Linked DNA regions of Anser cygnoides: region 1 is linked to region 2. A link is a contact called in public Hi-C data. All regions are on one chromosome and are shown on one strand. The core of a region is the stretch at or near the end of the contact, and the rest is flanking DNA. Distances in the headings are between cores, read along the strand shown.

The links. A called contact is a pair of places that touch in the nucleus more often than the background predicts.
Region 1: a contact with region 2 is called in a Hi-C map of granulosa cells, with 1.6 times the contacts expected there. The contact joins two enhancer-like sites. A contact is called at or near these places in 2 of 7 Hi-C or Micro-C datasets (granulosa cells and liver).

The regions. Positions count from the first base shown.
Region 1 is chr2:94,792,340-94,797,612 of Taihu_goose_T2T_genome, reverse strand. The region is part of intron 1 of LOC106045020 (poly(rC)-binding protein 3-like); the gene reads right to left. Among named protein-coding and RNA genes, the nearest start is that of MOCOS, 220 kb to the right of the region's middle. Within about 2 kb of position 2,467, at least 1 of the 3 cell types and tissues checked has open chromatin away from gene starts, as enhancers often do.
Region 2 is chr2:94,440,187-94,445,405 of Taihu_goose_T2T_genome, reverse strand. All of the region lies in intron 5 of MOCOS (molybdenum cofactor sulfurase), which reads left to right. Among named protein-coding and RNA genes, the nearest start is that of PTPN3, 120 kb to the right of the region's middle. Within about 2 kb of position 3,900, at least 1 of the 3 cell types and tissues checked has open chromatin away from gene starts, as enhancers often do.

The sequences.
Region 1 (5,273 bases), core at 1,218-3,717, 350 kb before region 2:
ATGTGTCCTGTCACAGGTGACCAGGGAGCAGAGACCAGCAGCTCCTCTCCCCTTCCCCTCCTCAGAAAGTTATAGAGAGCTGTGAGGTCACTTCTTGTCCTCATTTTCTCCTTACAAGACAAACCAACTGTCGTCAGCCTCTCTACATAGAGAACCCTTTCCAATATTCCTGCAGATATATCAAGTTGTTTGATTTTCACTTCCATTTTAATCTGAGATATGACTTCTCTCACTGTGTGGACATAACCTTAGCATCAGACACAGTCTTGACTATGTCAAGGTGTCTACTCCCGACATTAAGCCACTAAGGCTGAAATGTCTACAAGGCTGCAGCCTATGTAAGAATGACATTAAAATTTAGACTCCTCATAACAAAATATGATACTGGGGAAGGAAAATATTTCAGGTAATCTAAGAGGGTCCATCCAGTTCCACTTCTCCCACAACAGGATTGTACTCAGGTGTGAAGCTGAGCTTTCTATTTGATACTTAGTTTCACAGATAAGGAGGCAGATAAGACTTCAAATCGAAACGGGCATTCAGCTACTTACCAGTATGTCCTAAGGTGGCAAGGAGGGCTGAGTTTTTGTATCCTCTCTGCTGAAGACCTAGTCAACAACTACAAAGAAGCAAATACAGACCAACCATTTAAAGAAGAACTGCCATGTGAGACACAAATAGAAAACCTATTGTGCTTTGAATTTCTTTGCCCTAAATCTGTGGTGGCAGTATGCTTACAGTGAATAGGATTCTATTGATACATTCCTCTTCCCTCCGCAAAATCAGAATCAGGTTCCCCAAAACTGATGTAAACATTGAAATGTATTCAGAGAGAGTATTTTTTGGGTTCTTACTAAAAGTATTGCTCAGTTTTATGGCTTGTCATAGCTGACATGATTCTTAATCAGAGCTCCTTTAAAAACTCAGTGAACAGATAATAATATCTAGAAAACTGGGACATTAAAACTGTGATTCACATAGCACATCTCTCTAGTCTTATCATGCATTATGCATAGCTGTACTACATTTTGAAGGGAACTGCTGTGACGTGTTTTCAGTAGATGTACACATGACTACAGAGTCTACAGCAGATCAGAAGACAGGATTCTGATCTGTGGAAGATGTTCAGATAATTAGGCAAAACTGCAAAAAGGAATATTTTGCCCCAAACCAGAACATTTTGGGTTGGTAATGGAACACTTGGATTTTGTATTATCACAGAGGTATCTCATAGGATGTACAGTTCAGGTGCCTCAGCAGCCCAATGTCAAGGATATTTTGTTTGTCTAAATCTCCAGCTTGCCATCTTAAGACTACGTCATTGGAACTATTCAGATTCAAGTTGGTATACAATAAAGATTCACGTGCCTACTTTTATCATGTTAGTTTTCCTTTTAAAAGCAATAAGAACTATTGACAAATTGGTATTGTCTCTGATCTTTTTAACTGTTATGTAAATGTATTTTCATCCTTATCATTTACTTGACAGTGCTAACACTATATCTCCACTTTAGTGATGTGACTGACTTTAAAGATTCATAAATTCATTACTATGGTACATAGCAAGGTTAAAAGAGGGAGAATTCCTTATCAGTATGAAGGACTCATACAGTTTGCAACAATCCTAGATCAAATTACCCTTTTGTCTTTCAATAAGCAGAAATCTCCTGCAGTGGCAAATGTTCATAATGGACTGTTTCATCTTGGCAATCATCTGAAAAGCATCTAATTTAATTAAAGCTTTAGGACAAAGTGATCTCTCCTTTAACAATTAAATATTTATGTTAACACACATATCACTTAATCAGCATAACATATCAAAAGGTATTAATTGATTGTACAGTGTGCAAGGACTGAAAAAAGCCTAGTGCAGGTTTAAAAGTATTTTCTGTGTTGAATTCTAAATAAAAAGGAAAAGATAAAATAACAAGTAAGAAATAAGACAATTGATATTTTAATGATCATTAGCTCTGTGCTACCACTATGATAACTGCTGGCAGTACAAACTGTAGTACAAGTCCCAGGAAAGCTGTATTCAAAGAAGCCACATTTACAAATGCTGGAAATGAAAGAAAGAACAGGAGCAGAGATTAGAGCGATCCTAAGCTCAACAGTAGGTCTGTGTACTCTTGGTCATTAATCACTGCTGAACACTCGATTCCAGAGCCATGCCAAAGAAGCTATAAGTGGCATAATACTATCTATGTCAACATGAACTGTATAATGAAACAATATCTACAGCCTAGATCATCTCTACAAAGATCAAAAGAATGTATCTCATTTTATTCAATTATCTGGCAGAGAGACACAGAATTTAAATATGTGAAAGCCACACTAATTGGAAACATCCTTTTCATTTTTTTACAGCCTTTTTCCTAGGGAATTAGAAGATATTTGTGAAGGGGAGGAGGTGAGAACTTGTCTGAATAGTTGCTAAAATTAACTTAAATGTGCAGTTGCAGGCCATCTCTTCAGCTAACAAGCACTTACTGATACCACTTTATTTAGTAAGAAGCTGACTTCTACACTAACAAGTAGCTCAATGGGGAACATTCAAGCAGTTTCATGGGGAAACGAATTACAAATTAACCTCTTATACACTGCTTTTTGAGGTCTTACATGCTTTACTGTTAAAGACCCCTTTTTTATTTCCTTATCAAAGGTCAGAAAAGGAAACCAAAAAATAACAGATGTAGATGTACAGTACCAATTCAAGGGACCAGTTTTGACATATATATATGTGAGTACCCTGTTATGTAGCCCTTTGGAAATGTAAAAGCTGTTCATTGGAGTTGCAAATATTAGCAAATAAAGCCTGTTTGAGCTATAGTTTTAACACTTTAAGATGGCACAGATGCTGCTACCAAAAGTAGTCTGGGACCTTCCTGTTCTGGCTGCCTTTGTGGTTTTAACCCAGGCCAGTTCCTCCCAGAAACACTTGTGGTAACATAGGGCTGAAGCAAGTCAATAAAACAGGGGGGTGGAAAGAGGACAGAAGTGTTTTCTTCAGTGGCAGTACATGCTGAAAGTGTTTGATCTCATCTCCACCCTCTTTGCTAGCAAAGCAGATGAGGAAGCAGGTGAGAGAGAATATCTCAATCCCAAACCATAAAGACTCTTCAATCTGCATCCCAGAACTAACTGCAACATATTCAAACCAAGGTTGTACTTCCATGTTTTGCTAGTGAAACAAGAAAATATAACAATTTGCAAGAAATTCTAGAACAAAATTTCTACAACTGAAACCCTCTTAATAGGAAAGCATGCCAAAGGATGAGAAACAAATATCTAGAAAACAAGAGAATGAACCTGGGAAAAGATAAGGCAGTTTAAAAAATGTAGTGGTGCTCTGTGTAAACAGAAAAGGAAGACACAGGATGTAAATTTGCTATAGAATCATAGAATCATTCAGGTTGGAAAAGACGTCTAAGATCATATAGTCCAACCTTTAACCTAGTACTGAAGTCCACTACCATGCTACTAAGTTTTAAATCTACATGTTTCTTGAAGACCTCCAGGGATGCTGACTCAACCACTTTGCTGGGCAGCCTATTCCAATGCTGAACAACTCTTTCATTAAAGAAATTTCTCCTAATATCTAACCCCAACCTCCCCTGGTACAACTTGACACCATTTCCGCTCATCTTATCGCTATGTGTAACATTTCTAGAATAAAACATAAAGTCATGTAACCATCACTAGTTATTTCTGTTTTCAGCCACACACTGCTCAGAAATACAGCCTGTGGACTCGCCTCCAGCATTTATTAAATAATAATAATAATAGTACTAATAATAATTATAATAATTACTATAATTATATATTTATATTATATATCATATTATATATTATAATTATTATAATAATTATTATAATTATTATTATATATCGATTCTTCATCTCAGACTTCAGGGAATTTGGAAAAGCTTGCTCCATATCCTGGTCACCGACTTGGTTTGTCCTGCTATGCCTACAGGTACTTGTATAGGAGCTGTTGCTTACAAATATTTCCAACAAAGTTCTGTGCACTTTTGTTTGGATATTTGCAATGGACTTTCTCACCATGATTTGCTTTAAAATAGATTAGATGTTGAAATACCAGAGCTATGTTTTAGAGGTAAGAACAACATCTGAATCTCTGAGAGCCTTAAAAAAAAAAAAAAAAAAAAAAAAAAGGAGGTAGATGCTAAAGAATTATTCAGATCAACTGAGCACTTGATGAAGGATTTCTTCATAACTGTAACATAAGATCCTTACAAATGATTGTACTGGGTCACAGCATATAGTCCAATACTCTATCTTTAACAACAGCTAATAACAGATATGGATGGGGAAAAAAAAATCATTTAAGTGAAGAAATTTAAGAAATTTTAGTTCAATGGTTTGGGGACTTCCTAAGTCCGGACTGTTTTGCCCTTACTTAGTCTTGAGAGATCACTTCAAAATAAATTTTTCAAATTTATATCCAAATCATGATTAGTTTTATCATCTAAAATATTTTAGAAAGAAAGTATTTCCTTATATTTTAATTTTCTGCAACTTCTTTTGACAACTCCTGCTTCTTGCATTGTGAGAAACACTAAATACTTGTTCTTGTTTAACATTATCTTTTTGTATTTAACTAATTTAAATACACCCCATCTCACTTGTCTCTTTTCCAAGTCGAAAAACTAGACAATAAAACAATAGATGATATTGTTGATACAGTCAAAGGAATATATGGAAAGAAGAAAATATCCTCTAACTATTAAAACACACCTGTGTGTCTGACCTAGATATGTTGTTGAAGAAACAAACCTCAGAATCACCAGACAGTTCTGTGAAAAGATCCAGACGGATCTGCACAGGTGGTCAAAAAGACATATATAACACTACTGACAGTCATCAAAGCAACAGAGAAATAATAATAATAACAATCATGCAACATATTAATATATCAATAGTATTATTGATATAATAATAATAATTATTATTATAATAGTAATACTACTACTACTAATAATAATAATAATTAGTCTTCATTATGCTATTGTGCAGAACTAGCCTGGACCCATACTTTCACCGATGCACACAGTTCTGCTCCCCACTCTGTGAGAAAGAATGGAGCAAGACTTGACAACACATATATCATACACTACACCACAGAGACCTCAACAGGCTGGAAGACTGGGTGAACACAAACTGAATGAGTTTTAACAAAGACAATTGTAACGTCCTGCATCTGGGAGGGAATATTCCCAAGCAGCAGCACAGGGATTTACTGGCTTGGGTAT
Region 2 (5,219 bases), core at 2,651-5,150:
TTTTAGTGTTGGGTTTTTGTTTTTTTTTTCTTACTATATTCTAATTATTGTATTCTAACAGGTATAATAACCTCTGTTTTTCCTGATATTGCTTATTGCAACAGCTTATGTTTTTGCTAGAAAGCAAGGTTTCTTAAAGCTAAAAATAGCTAGGTCAAAAACATGGAGGTTGTTACAAGTTTTCAGACTAATAATCCTTTCATTTAAAATAAAAATAAAAAATAGGAATATTTCTATTTTCCTTGGAAAAATTAACTTGTCACACTGCTTAATAGAAGAAAGGCAAAGGGAGGTGAGATTAAATATATATATATATAGGCTGAAGGACTGAGTGAGAAGAAACCTACTCTGAGGAGAAAATTGAGAAACTAAATAAACAATGTTTGTGACATCTTTGGATTTAGAAACTTCATCACTGCTGGTGTAGCTTAGGTACTTTGGTGGTCTCTAGACAAACTCTGGAGTGCCACACTGAAAAGCAGAAGTGACAGCACTGCCTCTTAACATCTATAAGAGACCAGTGAAAGTTACAGGAATCTATGGTGAAAGAAGAAATTTAATTCTGCAAAGGATTTTAGACACCAGTTGATCCCTGAATTTTTCCCAAAGTCAGGTTAGTCCTATACCATTATATGTAACCCCAGATGAATTAAAACTTGCTCCACATAAGTAGGAATGTTCATTGTCTCCCTTCATACTAAAACGTGATTATGGGTGTGTGTACATACATTTCCACGTGGTATGTTTTTTTAATTAAAATTTGTTCATACAGAAGAGAAATCAAGTAACTACCTTTAAAAGGTGGTAGGACAAAGTTGTACAGCTGTGGTCACATTTGGATTTTTCCATCACAAACCACAGCCTACGAAGCGGTAGGTGCTGTCCAGAACGGTTTGTTTACCTTTCCAAATGTTTAGCTCTTCATTATCTGTAGGCATTGAATATATCTGTGCACAGATGGGCACAACCAATGCAGCAAGGGATTTAGTGATTTGTTATAGTGATTTAGTGATTTGGTATTGCCATTTTCCCCTCACCGTGCCTCCTGGACATCATTGAGAGTATTGAAGCTTTGCAGGTTCCTTAATTTCTGTTGAAGGAACTCTGTTCCTTTTGAACATAGATTATTGGCGTTTGCATGTATGCAATAAAGCTATCACATGCTGTAGGAATGCTCTGCAATCCAGGATTGCAGATTTGTTCTTATCCACTTTATGTATATTTCTTCCACTTCAACTGTCAGAGTTTCCAGTGGCAAAATGCACTGTCAGATGGGAATCACTTCTGAATGATGCTTTCTTGTAGCTCCTGGTTGCATTCACCCACTACAAAAAGTGCTTCTCATTCTGGGTTGGAAATAGCGTGGAGCAGAAACAAGCAAGATAAACAAAGTGATTTTGTTATTAAGCGTTCTCTTCTGTGTAATGAAAGCACTGCTGAAGTTCTCTTGGGATGTAAGGTAGTTGGATTGACCGGTGTAATTATTGAAGATAGAGAGGGAGATCACTAATGGAAGGTTTCATCATTAGGCTGTGCTGAGATAAGTAGAGGTCTGTTTCCAAGTCTGATATCATCCCAACTAAGTCCTTGACCTGTCTCAACTTCCATTTATCAAGAAGGCATAGTTCGTGCCAAAGTTATATCATGATGTGTGTGAGTATTTAAGGCATTTTCAGACATCTTGTATATTAGGATCTTTAAACTTGACCTTAGCTGCTATGCACTCTTATTAGTAAATATTTATCAGTTTTACAAATGAAGCTAATGTACATCATTGGCAATTATTTTGGAAGTGCTACTTTAATTATGATGTCTATTCAGTCAGGAAACATTAATCCTTTTCACAGTAAAATGTAATATGTATTGGAAGGAATAGTGAAATGCAGACTAAGTCTCCTAAGCATGATGAATTTAAAGTCCTTTTTAAAGCCATTTGGTTGTTGATTGGTTGTTGGAAAGTAAAGGTTGTGCTGGCTTTCGTAGAGTCAATTATACCACATAACAGCTGAAAAAAAAATACAGTGCAGGATGCTAAATGGTAAGGCTAATTTTTATTTTTACCTTGGCCTTTGAAAGTTGGGGCTTCTGAGTTGTTTTCTGCCATGTTTTAGTTTTTGCCATCGTCTCATATATCAAGGACTGGTTGCAGCTAGTGGTGGGATATTGGACAGCCTCCTGATGATGGTACTGTACAGACTCTCATGTGTGTCATGTTTAAATACTTATGGTTTCACAAATTATCCAGTTCAGGGTCAGAAAATATTTTTCTTTCCTTGATCAGATTGGCAAGGATCACTGGAATTTCATCTGTGTAGAGATTTGTGACTGCTTCCTGCCATCATCTTGGCTTTTCACTTGGACAGTTGGTGTAATACCTGTGATTTTTTACTGCTTTCATCCTTGGTGCTGCTTTCATTCATATTTTTAATGGATTGGGTTTTTTTCTTTTATTTTAAGATTAAAGATGGCATTAATACGTGTCTTCTGGCATGTGATAGGCGTGTTGGAAGTGGATGCTCCATTTTGGCCAAAATATATAAAATTCTTCACTTTTGAGGAAACCCTCCCCTTGGTTTGAGAGAGGATGAATCACTGATGGAAATTTTTACTTTCCCTCTGCCAACCATTTGCCACAAGGAACTGTAATGTAAAAGAAACCTGAGCAATTTGTACAAGTCTCCTCACTTCACTGCTCACAATTAACACCTTCTGTAACTGCACTTGGAAGATCAATAGGGTTTGTTGATGTCTTTTTTCATGAGAAAAAAAAAATGTTCAACAAGTTGACACTGGGGAGAAGATGTTCTATCCACACTCTAAATATGAAAATACGGGTACACTAAAGAGAGGACATTTTAAAATCTGGCTTCAGAAAGAAAAGTAAGACTTATAAATATGAAAGGATTGTAAAAAAAAAAAAAAAAAAAAATAAATGCTTAAAGCCAAAAGGTATTCTGATTCCCAGATAATGACACTACTAGGTACGTCAAAAGACAAAAATCTCTCCTTTCCTTTCATGGTTAGTGAGGTGACTGTTTCTGTTTTCTATTTTCTATCCCTGCATGAACTTGGTTTAGAGAACAAACTAGAAAGAAAGTTATTTATGTACTGCTACCAGCTCTTGCTGCTAGCATGTTATGTCAGTCTAGGTTTCTTAGTTTTCTTTTGTGACTTGACTAATGCAAACTACACATAATTTATACCCTTGAAAGCAGAGCAGAACAGCTAGGGCTTGATTTCAGAAGCTATGAAAAAGTGAGTTAGCAGGAAAAAATCCTGCCAAGGCTGCTTTTGGAGGGTTTAATCTGTATATAAGGTTTATTTCTAGAAATGAAAACTGCTTTTATGTTTTTGGTTTTGTTCTAATGCACATTTACTAATATTGATGTGGATTGTATTTGCAAGCTGCCTAATCTGTGAAGAGGGCTAGGCAAGGACTAAAAATGTCAGCCTTTCCTCAGACTTGTAGAGATAACACAGGGAGAGGTAGTACAGTACAGAAATGTCTTGGGTGTTTTTGCATAATACAGCTGAAGAGAAAAATACACTTCTTAGGAACTAAAATAAGAAGAAAAATGTCTTTGTTATAAGCTGAGCTGATGAAGAAAAAGTGCTGCACAGCTGACAGAAGATATACACTTGGCAAGAGGTAATTGTTCTATGTTCAAACAAAGCAGCTAGTAAGACTTCTGTGTTGAAGGCATTTGGTGGCAAGCAGTATTATTGCAGGGGAGGGATTTGTAGCAGAGTCTTCTCGTGCTTGGGAGACATCTGGAAGGAGGAAGCCAAAGCAACTAATACCTGGGGGATCAGCGCAGGTGCTGTGGCACTGGCTTGCCAAGGCCAGTGCTGGCAGGAAGCATTGCTGACGGGCTTTTCGCTCGTGCAGTGACAACTGAGCTCTTGAAGTCTGCAGTTACTGAGAACTTCTCCTTTGGCAGGGCTATGTGCATTGCAGCTCCCCAGATATTAATGAGTGTAAGAAACTTGAGGCATTTTTGCTTTGAGGGAGCTTCATGTGTTACCGTATAAAAGGATGCTGGATTCACTGATCTCAGTTTTCTCACCAAGTAATGTTTAACCATACACTATTAACACCAGAGAGTCTCGTGTATACCAGTTAGTATGACCCATGTCTGCCTTCCCTCCTCCATCCATCTTTACGTGCATAGTTTAATCCCTGGATGACGAAGAAATTACATACATGTATTGGGTGTCCTACTAGTTGCACTTCCATACTGCAGATCAGGATTTACTTTTGTAGTTACTGGAAGCACCCTGGTGTAAAACTGCTTTAAGTAAGATAGCAGTATGCCCTTTGGTTTTTGGTATGATTTATACACCTTCATCTAACTGTTGGTTTAAAAATAAAATAAAAGCACATGGGGAAGAAATAGAAAGAACAGCATTGTCATGAGGAATATGGCAGCTGCTGAACTTGTTAGTACCCTCAGTGATACTGTGTTATGGGTTGCTGTCTTTACTAAAACCAGCAGAAATGCCACTGTCTTACAAAGAACCAGTGATTTAGAAGAACTGTTGCTCTGAATCCTGAGGAGTGATAAAGTGCGCTCTTGCACTTGTCATTCCCAGATACAGGCTTTAAGACAGGAGTGTTGTCATTAGTTGTGCATTCTTGTCTGCTTTCTCTCTCTGCTAATCATTTTTTTTCCAGCCCTGATTGTTAACATAAGAATTTGGAGGCCTTCCTTGAGCTGCGGTAGCTATAAATCAGAGTTGTTAATGAGCTGATAAAAGTAAAGTTTCTCCATGTGCTAGTTCAGTTTCTTCAAGGTAGTGGTTGGTGATTTAACAAGAATGATAAAATCCCAGGCCTCTTCTCTCCCTATCACTGAAATCAAGAGAAGTATATAGTAGTGAACAACCAGGAAAGCAAGATGGGAGGACATTTAATAAATTGTAGTGATTAATCTATCTCTATACCAACTCTATTTATGTAGTTCAAAATAAACCATTGTGTTTCTAATCAAAGAAGTTACTTTTTATTTATTTATTTATTTTACCATAGTAGAGCAAATTACTAATCAATCAGTATATTTTTTGATCACATTGTATGTGAATGCTGTTTATCCTTGACTTAAACTGTGGAGCCTCATTCCTATTCAGATTATCTTTTGAACAAGGTTTTACCAATGTGAACACTAACTGAATTCTGATGTTCTTGCAGTTCTGAGTACCTTAGTGTATGTACATGGGTT